2 separate regions of the Mus musculus genome follow, and region 1 is linked to region 2. A link is a contact called in public promoter capture Hi-C data. All regions are on one chromosome and are shown on one strand. Each heading gives the region's core, a stretch centred on a gene start, on an enhancer-like site or on the middle of the called end of the contact. The rest is flanking DNA. Distances are from core to core; before and after follow the strand shown.

Region 1 (4,531 bases), core at 224-2,723, 3.0 Mb before region 2:
TACCCAGAGGAGAGTTATTTTTTAGAATGGCGGTGATAGTTTGCACTGCTTTACCATCATGCAAAGGATCTAGGCGTGTCTGCTATTCAGAAGAAAGAAAGAGCACAATTCCAGGTACGAGTGAGGCATCAGTATTTACTTCAAAGATCAACATTAGGTGGAATTAATAAGTAATTTATTTGTTAATAATAATGGCATAATTAGTTTACCCATCAAATTTCAATTACCAAATGGCAGGCAACAGTCCCTTCTCTCTCCTTTCCAGAGCTACTGATATCGTTAAAATGCTAATTTTTCAGCAATCGCGGGCTGGTCTGTAAATATAGCCCTTGGTTTAGATCCTGCACGAGGAAACAGCATCCAAAAGGAGAAGGGAGGGAAAAGTTAGAAAAGACCGATTGACAATTAGACCAGGCAGGGTCTTATTGTATCTCAAACTTGTTTTTGTTTGGTGATTGTTCTGAAACGCGAAGTTACTGGATTCGAAGCCGGGTTTTGTGCAGGCGTCGTCTCTCTTCCCACTCTGGGGTGGAGGTCTCACAATAGCGCCTAATAAAGGAGGCACATTTAGCTCTCCTCAGCACCTCCATCAACTGCAATATAGGAAGGTTCCAAGTCTTTAAATGAAAAAATAATGTACAAATTCTGCGTCTGAAAGAAAAAAAGTAAAAATAAGTATCCACGAGGTTTTAGTGGATCGCCCTCGCTTGCTGTACTTCCTTGACCCGCTTGTTCAGCGGCCCTTCTACCCATCCTCCCTGTGCAGCTCCAGCCCTGGCTTCGCAAAGCAGGGACTCCCTAACAGCCGGGTGGATGTGTAGGGCGTGGACAAAGAATCAAAGGGCGAGAAAAATGGGTCCGTAGGCCTCCTTCGTTTTATTCCAGAGCTAGGATAAAAAGCCAGGGTCTGCCTCTTGGTCCCAGTGCCCTTCCCTCTCCTGGAGGGCCTCGAACCCTCGGAGGACCACCCGAAGCCTGGTTGGACTGGAGATCGGCGCTGAGTCGTGGCGACCAGCTGCCCAGAGGCCTAGGACAGACGTGGGCAGGAACAGGGCTCGAAAGGACCCGCAGTCTAACAGGCCCCAACTTCTCAGCCGGAACCCAAGTTGGGGGGCCCGAGGAACCCAAGCTCGCTTCTCCCACCCTGAAGGCTAGCAGCATCCATCACGCATCCCCCGCGCGTTTCCTGATCCGGGTCCGCGCGCGCGGATTTCCCATTGGCCGGATCGCAGCACGTGGGGCGCGGGGGCGGGGCGCGCAGGGCCACGGGGAGCGCGCGCGGGCGGGGGAGGAGCGGCGCGGACTTCGGCGGCGGCGACGGCGGGAGGGGGAGGGGCAGTCGTTTGACAGCGGGGGGAGGGGCGGGCGCCGGGGCCGGGGGGGGGGGGGGGGGGGGATGGGAAGCGCGGCGAGAGGGGGAGGGGCCTCGGCGAGCGCAGAAAAACGACACCGCGAGAAAAATTAGTATTTTTGCACTTCACAAATTAATGACCATGAGCTCGTTTTTGATAAACTCCAACTACATCGAGCCCAAGTTCCCTCCTTTCGAGGAGTTCGCCCCGCACGGTGGCCCGGGCGGTGGGGACGGCGCCGTGGGCGGGGGTCCCGGCTACCCGCGGCCCCAGAGCGCCCCGCACCTGCCGGCCCCGAACCCGCACGCGGCCCGCCAGCCCCCCGCTTACTACGCGCCGCGGGCGCGCGAGCCCAGCTACCCCGGGGGCCTGTACCCCGCGCCCGCCGCCGCCTGTCCCTACGCCTGCCGCGGGGCCAGCCCCGCGCGACCCGAGCAGTCCCCGGCCCCCGGCGCGCACCCCAGCCCGGCCCCGCAGCCCCCCGCGCCCCCTCGGCACTGCGCTCCCGGCCCCACCACCCCGGCTGTCGCGACGGGGGGCAGCGCCCCCGCGTGCCCGCTGCTGCTGGCGGACCAGGGCCCGGCGGGCCCGAAGGGCAAGGAGCCGGTGGTGTACCCCTGGATGAAGAAGATCCACGTGAGCGCCGGTATGTGGCGCCGCCGGGAGGGCAGCGGGCGTGGGGGCGCGGGGCAGGGCGCGGGAGGGGACCCCCATCTGGCCGGCGCTTTGGCTGTGGGTGTGTGCGCGCCGCCCGCAGCCTGGTCCTAACGTGAGAACCCTTTTGTACCCAGGGTCCCTTTATCCTGAGATTTACGAGACGCCAAACTGTTAGGGCAGTAATTATAGCCCCCATAAATTTAATTGCCCTGGCAGAGGCTCCCGGCCATGTGTCTTTGAAGCTTTTCTTCAGCCCCAAAGCCCAGCACCATTCTTTATGGCTCTCGGGTGTTTCCCGTTGTCAATAGCCTGTGAAACATTTTCTTTGCCTTTTTATGTATCTTGTGTGAACTTGGTGTCAGGTTATTATATAATGATGATGTCCGATTGCTCTTCCCCACCCTATCTCCTCTCTCCTCCCCTCCTCCTCTTCTACTTCTTCCTCTTTGGCCTTCTCTTTCGGGGTTCTGGTGTTCAGTCAACTCCAGTTATAACGGAGGCGAACCTAAGCGCTCTCGAACCGCCTATACCCGGCAGCAAGTCTTGGAACTGGAGAAGGAATTCCACTTTAACCGCTACCTGACCCGGCGGCGCCGCATCGAGATCGCCCACACGCTCTGCTTGTCGGAGCGCCAGGTCAAGATCTGGTTTCAGAACCGGAGAATGAAGTGGAAGAAAGACCACAAACTTCCCAACACCAAGATGCGATCTTCCAACACTGCCTCGGCCCCTGCCGGCCCGCCTGGGAAAGCACAAACTCACAGCCCACACCCCCATCCCCACCCTCTCCCTGGTGCTTCCACACCCATTCCCTCCTCCATATAATCTAGAGACCTGGATCAGTTTCTCTCACTTATGTGCCCTACTCATCTCCTGCTCCTGTCCTCATCTGCTCTTCCCTAAGTAAACCCGAGACACCAAAACAAAATCCAACTTGCTGGAAACCATAACCAAAAAGAAGACATTATCCCTGGTTGGTGTGACCCCTCCAAGAGGACGTCTGTCCTCGTCCTCGTTACTGCTTAGTGGAACAACCTGCTGACCTGGACAACTTTGCCAGGATTGGACACCTGTAAGAAAGCACTGGCCATCGACTACCTTTGAGTCAGCCAGACAGCACGTGCTGACTGGGGACATGTACTTGTATGCAGAAGAAGCAGGCCGGTTCCCAGCTTCCCAGCTTTCTAACCTTCCTTCCTCTTCTGCGTTAAGGCAGCTCACATGAGCTTTACTGAGTAGACTTTGTGGACCTCACCAGATTATTTAATTTTCAAAGTGTGTAGACCTTGATGGTAGGTGTGGCATGTAGTTTCCTCTCCTTGCATTTATTTAAGATACTGTTAGAGAGATATTGTTGTCTTATACTGGGGCACAGCGTTGGGGAGAGGGAAATGCATTTAGACTCACTTACAACTGTACAGAGAGATATGGTTGTATAAAGAGGAATGTGCTAAGAATAAACTTCAGTTTATAAGACATTAAAAACCTAAGAGACAGATTTGTGTGTGTTCTAAGCTTAAAAACCAAACCAAACCAAACTACCCCAAGCCTCCTCTTGGTTGAGATACTTGACCTAGTGCGCAGAAGCCTTGTAGACAGGGTGAGCTGGGGTCACATTCTAAGCACACTCACAATGTGTGTGTGTGTGTGTGTGTGTGTGTTTAACTTGGTCTGAATTCTTGCCAAGCTTGACCCACTGTGGAAGTGTTCCAAAAAGCGGGAAGGCTCTTGAGCCCTGAGAGGGCTCCTCTTCTTCCCAAACTTGGCCAGGCTTTCAGGCTTCAAGTCTCTGTAAGGCATAGAACCGTGTGTGTCCCTGCAGTGAAAGGTGAGACCTTGCAGAGCAGAGGCCTGGAGCTTCTGCAGCTGTTCTGTAGGCTGAACTCTGAGCACACTTGGAAACAGGCATTCCCTTGGCGTTTGCTGCACCTTCACACTTCATCTGCCTGTTTCCCTGGAGATAAAAAATAGTTTATGCAAAGGGTTGCGCTTGCCTTTTGGTTTTTGGCTGGTCTTAAGGTCTTTGCGCTGAGCACAGCTTGGGAATTTTTTGTTTGCTTCTCTGAGAAGAGCTTATAGAGTAAAGTGAACTTTCCCACCACACTCTCCAAAGCACCCTAGGAGGAAATCAGAAGCGTAATGATACCCTAAAATGCACCCTACCCCTACACAAGGTAGGTCTGGAAGAATTCACTGTTGGAAGGAAGCCAGACTAATCTGGGCCACTTTCCTCAAATGCTCTGTGGTGTTACTGTGCACTCCCAGAGAGCCAGATCTTTGAAAACATGAAAACTCATCTCTCAATCTCTGTAACTCTAGTATTTGTGCAATGGTTGAAATTTGATGCTCAGGCATCACACACACACACACACACACACACACACACACACACACACACACTGAATATGTACCTGGCCTTGAAACAGAGCAGTTTGGGGGATTTTATAGTAAATGTGAGAGAGAGAGAGAGAGAGAGAGAGAGAGAGAGAGAGAGAGAGAGAGAGAGAGAGAGAGAGAATGTT
Region 2 (4,733 bases), core at 1,075-3,574:
GGCCAGCCCGCCCCCGGCCTCATTTATCCAGAGTCTTCTCGTAGCCGAGCAGCCAATGAACGGCGAGGCGGAGAGCCACCCGGAGCGCAGGCGGAGGAGGTGTCGCGTAGACACCCGCCCAGGACGTCGGCTCCCCTCCCCCACGCCGGCCCGGGCCGCCCCGCTTGCTCGGTCCCCGGGGCCCTCGAGGGGAGCGGCGCTCTGCCCCCGGGTTCTACTTTCCCCGGTCATCAGAGCCACCGACTGAGTTCGAGATTGTCATTCAGATTTCGTTGTTAAGTGACCCATTTTTTAAAAATCGAATGGTTACAAACTACGGTAACTGCAACCGCGGGACCCCCTAACCGCTTCCTCATCTTAAGGAAAAAGGATCGTTCGTCTGACCCTCCCGAGGCTCGGACCCTTTGGAAACTCGCCGTGCCCATCGCGCCTGGCGCCGGCTGCAGCGGCTGGACGCTCTCCACCCCCTCCCCGGCTCCGGCTCCGGCTCCAGCTCGGGGTCCCTCCTCGCCCAATCTCGCTTCCCCTCCCCCTCTCGCTTTTTTTTTTTTTTTTTTTTTTTCTCTTTCCTCCGAAACCCACTCTAATTGAGGCGCTGGGATTCCTCACGTGAGACGTTGATTTGTAGTTTGAACACGTGGCTCATTCAAAAAGCCGGACACTCGGAGCGGCTGCCCCCGCCCCGCTCCCCTCGCCGCTGCCAGTCACCCCTCGGGGTTTTTTTTTTTTACGGGGAGGCGGCGCCTGCCCCACGTAGTGTGATATTTTCACAGCCCGCTGGCCGCTGCCAAAGGGGTTGGGGAGGAAGAGACAAAAAGTAGTTTCCCCCCGCGCCTCCTCCTTTCTCTCGCTAATCCCGCCTCCTCCCCAGAGTTAGGAAGACTCGACGCTGGGCTCGTCGCTAGGCTTTTTCTTTCTCTCTTTTTTTTAATACCCAGAAGAGGAAAAAGGACCCTGGGATCTGGTTTTCGCCCGCCGCTCCCGTGCTTGGGTCACTGTGTGGGTTTGAAAGCCAAGAGGAGAGGAACAAAATCCACCGGCTCCATCCTCCGCCGTGGGTGCTTTTTTTAATTTAGCATTTTCCTCGGGTTTTAAAACGACCCCTTTTCACAATGAACAAATTGTACATCGGGAACCTCAGCGACCACGCCGGCCCCGCGGACCTGGAAAGTGTCTTCAAGGACGCTAAGATCCCGGTGGCGGGCCCCTTCCTGGTGAAGACGGGCTACGCGTTCGTGGACTGCCCGGACGAGGGCTGGGCCCTCAAGGCCATCGAGGCGCTTTCAGGTGGGGCCCGCGCGCGTGGTCGGGGCCTCCCCGTCTCCGCAGCTGCCATCCGGGACCCCGCTTGCGGGGCGGGTGGGGGTGGGGAGGGGGACGCGCTGTCAGTCGCGGGGCGCGGCGCGGCGCGTGCTGCAGGCCGGGCCAGGCGGGCCTTGGGGCCCAGCGTGGACGCCCGCCGGGCCCTCTGTCTGGTCGCTGTCCCCCAGCCGTAGAGAACAGAAAGTGGCCTGAGCCTACGCCCGGGGGGAGGCCGCGTCCAGGCGGTCCCGCTCCACGCCGCCGCGTCCACCTCGCGGGGTCGTTAGAGCGAAAGGGGCAGGTGGGCGGCGGCGGCCGGCTGTTGCCAGAACGGCAGCCCTGCCACGCGCGGCGCCGCAGTCCCGGCCCGTGCGCGCAGCCGCGGCCCGGGTGTCTGAGTGCGCTCTGCCTGGATGCCCGAGGGGAGAGCAGCTGTCCGTGCCTTTCGGTTTCCACCGTCCCCAGCTGGACTCGAGGCCGGCGCCTTGATGGGTCAGCGCGCGTGGACCAGCACCCCGGCCGCCCAATCTCCTCCTGGCACCCTGGCTCTTTAATCCCATCGCCCAGTGCTCCAGGCCAACCTGGATGTGGACCAGAAAGAAGGCCGCGCGCCCCCATGGCAGGCTGTTTGTTGGGGGTGTGTCTCTTGCAGACCTTGGGGTGCGGGGTGGCCCTTGGAGGGGGTCAGGAGGCGAAAATTGCAACCCAAGTGGTGAGCCTGACTCTTGCTCTCCCTCCCCAGCTTTCTGCAAGTTAAAAAGCCACACCCACCCGAAGGGTCAGCTCTGCACCCTCTCCTTGCCCTGCTCCTCCCTTGTCCTTGAGTCGGGTGGGAATCTTGGGGCCCTGCTGAGGTCACTGAAGCAGGGTGTGTTTTCTCTTAAAGACTGTAGATTTCAAGGTGGGGAAAGCTGCTGAATTTAGCCCGTCGTCTTGCCTCTTGTGTGTTCACAGGTAAAATGGAACTACATGGGAAACCGATGGAAGTTGAGCACTCGGTCCCTAAACGGCAGAGGTGAGCGGATTTACCCTTTTCTGGCCGCTTTTTAGGGAGGAAGCACAGAACACAGATGCAAACTCGGACCCTTTGGCTTACACGCTGGGGCCACGGTTCAGCTAGCTCTTTTTCTGCTTGCCTTTAAGTTTATGGCAGGTGTGTGTGCGCGCGCGTTGATAATTCTGGGACGTAAATGGGGGCTTGCCTGCGGCCCCTGCTTCTGGGTTATTGTTGCTGTTTTAAAAGCCTGTCAAGGAAGCTCTCACAGCTACATGTTCTTGGCAGAGCAGGTTTAGGTCTCAACTGGCAGCCCGAGTTTCAAAAGCCAATAGTCTTTGGGAACCTACGGGATTTAGAAGACAGGTCCAGGACAGATGTGGAGAAGCTGGTCCGCCGTGGTGGGCGCTTCTAATACAGGAGGAGGAACACAGTTGCTTTTGCCCTGGTTCACTGGCCAGCCAGCGGCCATTGGAACACAGTGAATGCTGGGGTCCTGGGGCCTTTCAAACACTCCAAAGTTGTTTTTTTTTTTTTGTTGTTGTTGTTTTTTTTTTTCCTAACAGTGCCTTTGTTCCAGCTCCTCCTGTCCCTTGGTGTATTTTGCTTACAAATAATCACCAAGAGACGGTGAAGGCTGGGGGAATCTGCAACTTCACTGAGATTTCTCTTCTATGAGAGCATCTGTAGCTGTCACTTTACAAAATATTTGCAGGCTATTTTAGCTACTGAAGCTTTTTGGAGAAGCGCCCCCCTTCCCCTCCCTCCCTGCCCTCCCCCCCCCCCCCCCCCCCCCCGACTCTGTAACTCTTAACTGGAAAGACTGAGGTTAGCCTGCTGGGTTTTGCAAGGTGGGGTTAGGGTTTCTGGCTGGCTTTTCAGTCTTCCCCCATTCCTAACCTGGAGCAAACAATAAGCCTGAAGTTAATTCAAACCAGGGCTGTGTGTATCTGGTTAAGTGTTTCTGAGAGTGTGCTCTGGGGGACAGAGGGATTTGCCCTGCAGAGACAGAGGGCAAGAATGCTGTGTGACTGTTTTGAATGAAGCTCTCTTCCACATGAATCACTTCACACTCCTCGTTTTAGAAATAAACTAGTGTGGATACTTGTAGGTTCCTTTTTAAGTCCTTGTTTAATTTCGCCTAAGATAATTGGAAAGATATTTGTGTAACCAGATTTAGGTCTATTTTGATAAGGGTCAAGTTATTTCATATAGTAGAATGTAGTCTTTTATTATTTTTGTTTACTCTTCTAAAGTAGATGTGGATAAAAAGTATCAAACTGATCTTGGTTTCATAGGAATTTAAACAATTGAGGCACAACTCATTTGCCCTTAAGAAGTTTAGAGACCTAGCCTGTGAATCAGCCATTTTGGAAAAACGAACCTTATTGCACACATGCTAGTTGGTTTCATGTTTATCCAGTGTGTCTTAGTGCTTGTCCCTCCGGCCCCCTTCCCGTCACTCCCCTCTCCCCCCCAATCTTTCAAGGGGTTGGTTTATGCAGGCGAGCACTCTACCACTTGAGGCACACCCTTAGCTCTTGGTTTTTAAATCCACTGTAGAATTAAAAGTAAGCAATACAACAAAACGAAGAGCTGGTGTTGTACCCTATTAGTAGAATGATTGCCTAGCATGCCAGAGGCCTTCCACTCCAGAATCCTTGGGCAGGGCAAATGATTATAATTAACAAAGGGACTGTTGTGAATTTAAAACATTAAATGTCTTTTTAAATTTAAAAACATTAAGTGAGTTTTTCAGCTCCAGCTAATGGGTTGACCTCAGTTTGCTGTATCCTCTGTTTTTTATTTTTGAAGTTAATGTCTTCCCATGTGTGGAGAATTAATTTAGGAACTTGGGTAACAACTGCTAGTCTTCCTCCTAAAGCTTTGCTTATGCTGGAAACAGTTACTTGTTACTGTTTGAATTGCAGGGTTCCTCTTTTGGAAGACTAGGAGATAGTAACAAGTGGGGGCAAATGTTTACTGGACGCTTGCTTCTTCAGTTTATTAATAACAACAGAAGCTTTTCCTGCCCTGGCCCCCCACCCCACTACCAGAATGCGTAGGGTTTTAAATGTGGTCTTACTAGCCAGTGACGTAGGCCTTACAGGTAGAGTGAAGTGAGCTGACGGAGTACCTTTCTGTTTTTCTGACTTGGGAGCAGTTGAGTGCTAGAAATCCTTTACTGAAGTGTTTTGCATAAAGACTTCTGTGTCTCTCTGGAAACTTTAGTGTTCATCTCCATTATAGTTTAGTTTTCACTGACCCTTGAAGCTGTGCAGTTCTTCTTATCTGGACCCTTCCATCATTTCACAGGCTCTGGAAGAGCCAGGAAGTGACCTGGCCCCTATGTGCGCACTCACCCACCTATGGCAAGGTGTGGATTATTTTGTTAGTGATTGATCATGTGGATTGCTTTGATAGTGACTTGATTGCA

The links. Promoter capture Hi-C pulls out the DNA fragments that hold promoters and counts their contacts.
Region 1: a promoter capture Hi-C map of liver shows a contact between it and region 2, with 12 times the contacts expected there. The contact joins the promoter of Hoxa4 here to the promoter of D030074P21Rik in region 2. A contact is called at or near these places in 3 of 39 promoter capture datasets (liver and pre-B cells), 3 of 484 Hi-C or Micro-C datasets (cerebellum, cerebral cortex and rod photoreceptor) and 1 of 115 datasets of contacts at active chromatin or transcription factors (astrocytes).

What each region holds. Positions count from the first base shown.
Region 1 is chr6:52,188,645-52,193,175 of GRCm38.p6, reverse strand. Hoxa4 (homeobox A4) reads left to right here and starts at 1,473. Exons shown (of 2, transcript NM_008265.4): 1 at 1,473-1,998; 2 at 2,488-3,494. The coding sequence starts at 1,488. The coding sequence ends at 2,834. All of the region lies in intron 2 of Hoxa3 (homeobox A3), which reads left to right. LOC115490409 (a long non-coding RNA gene) reads right to left here. Exons shown (of 2, transcript NR_168044.1): 2 at 116-651.
Region 2 is chr6:49,210,851-49,215,583 of GRCm38.p6, reverse strand. D030074P21Rik (a long non-coding RNA gene) reads left to right here and starts at 2,324. Exons shown (of 2, transcript XR_869057.2): 1 at 2,324-4,733. It overlaps Igf2bp3 (insulin-like growth factor 2 mRNA binding protein 3), which reads left to right and starts at 630. Exons shown (of 15, transcript NM_023670.3): 1 at 630-1,287; 2 at 2,257-2,317. The coding sequence starts at 1,113.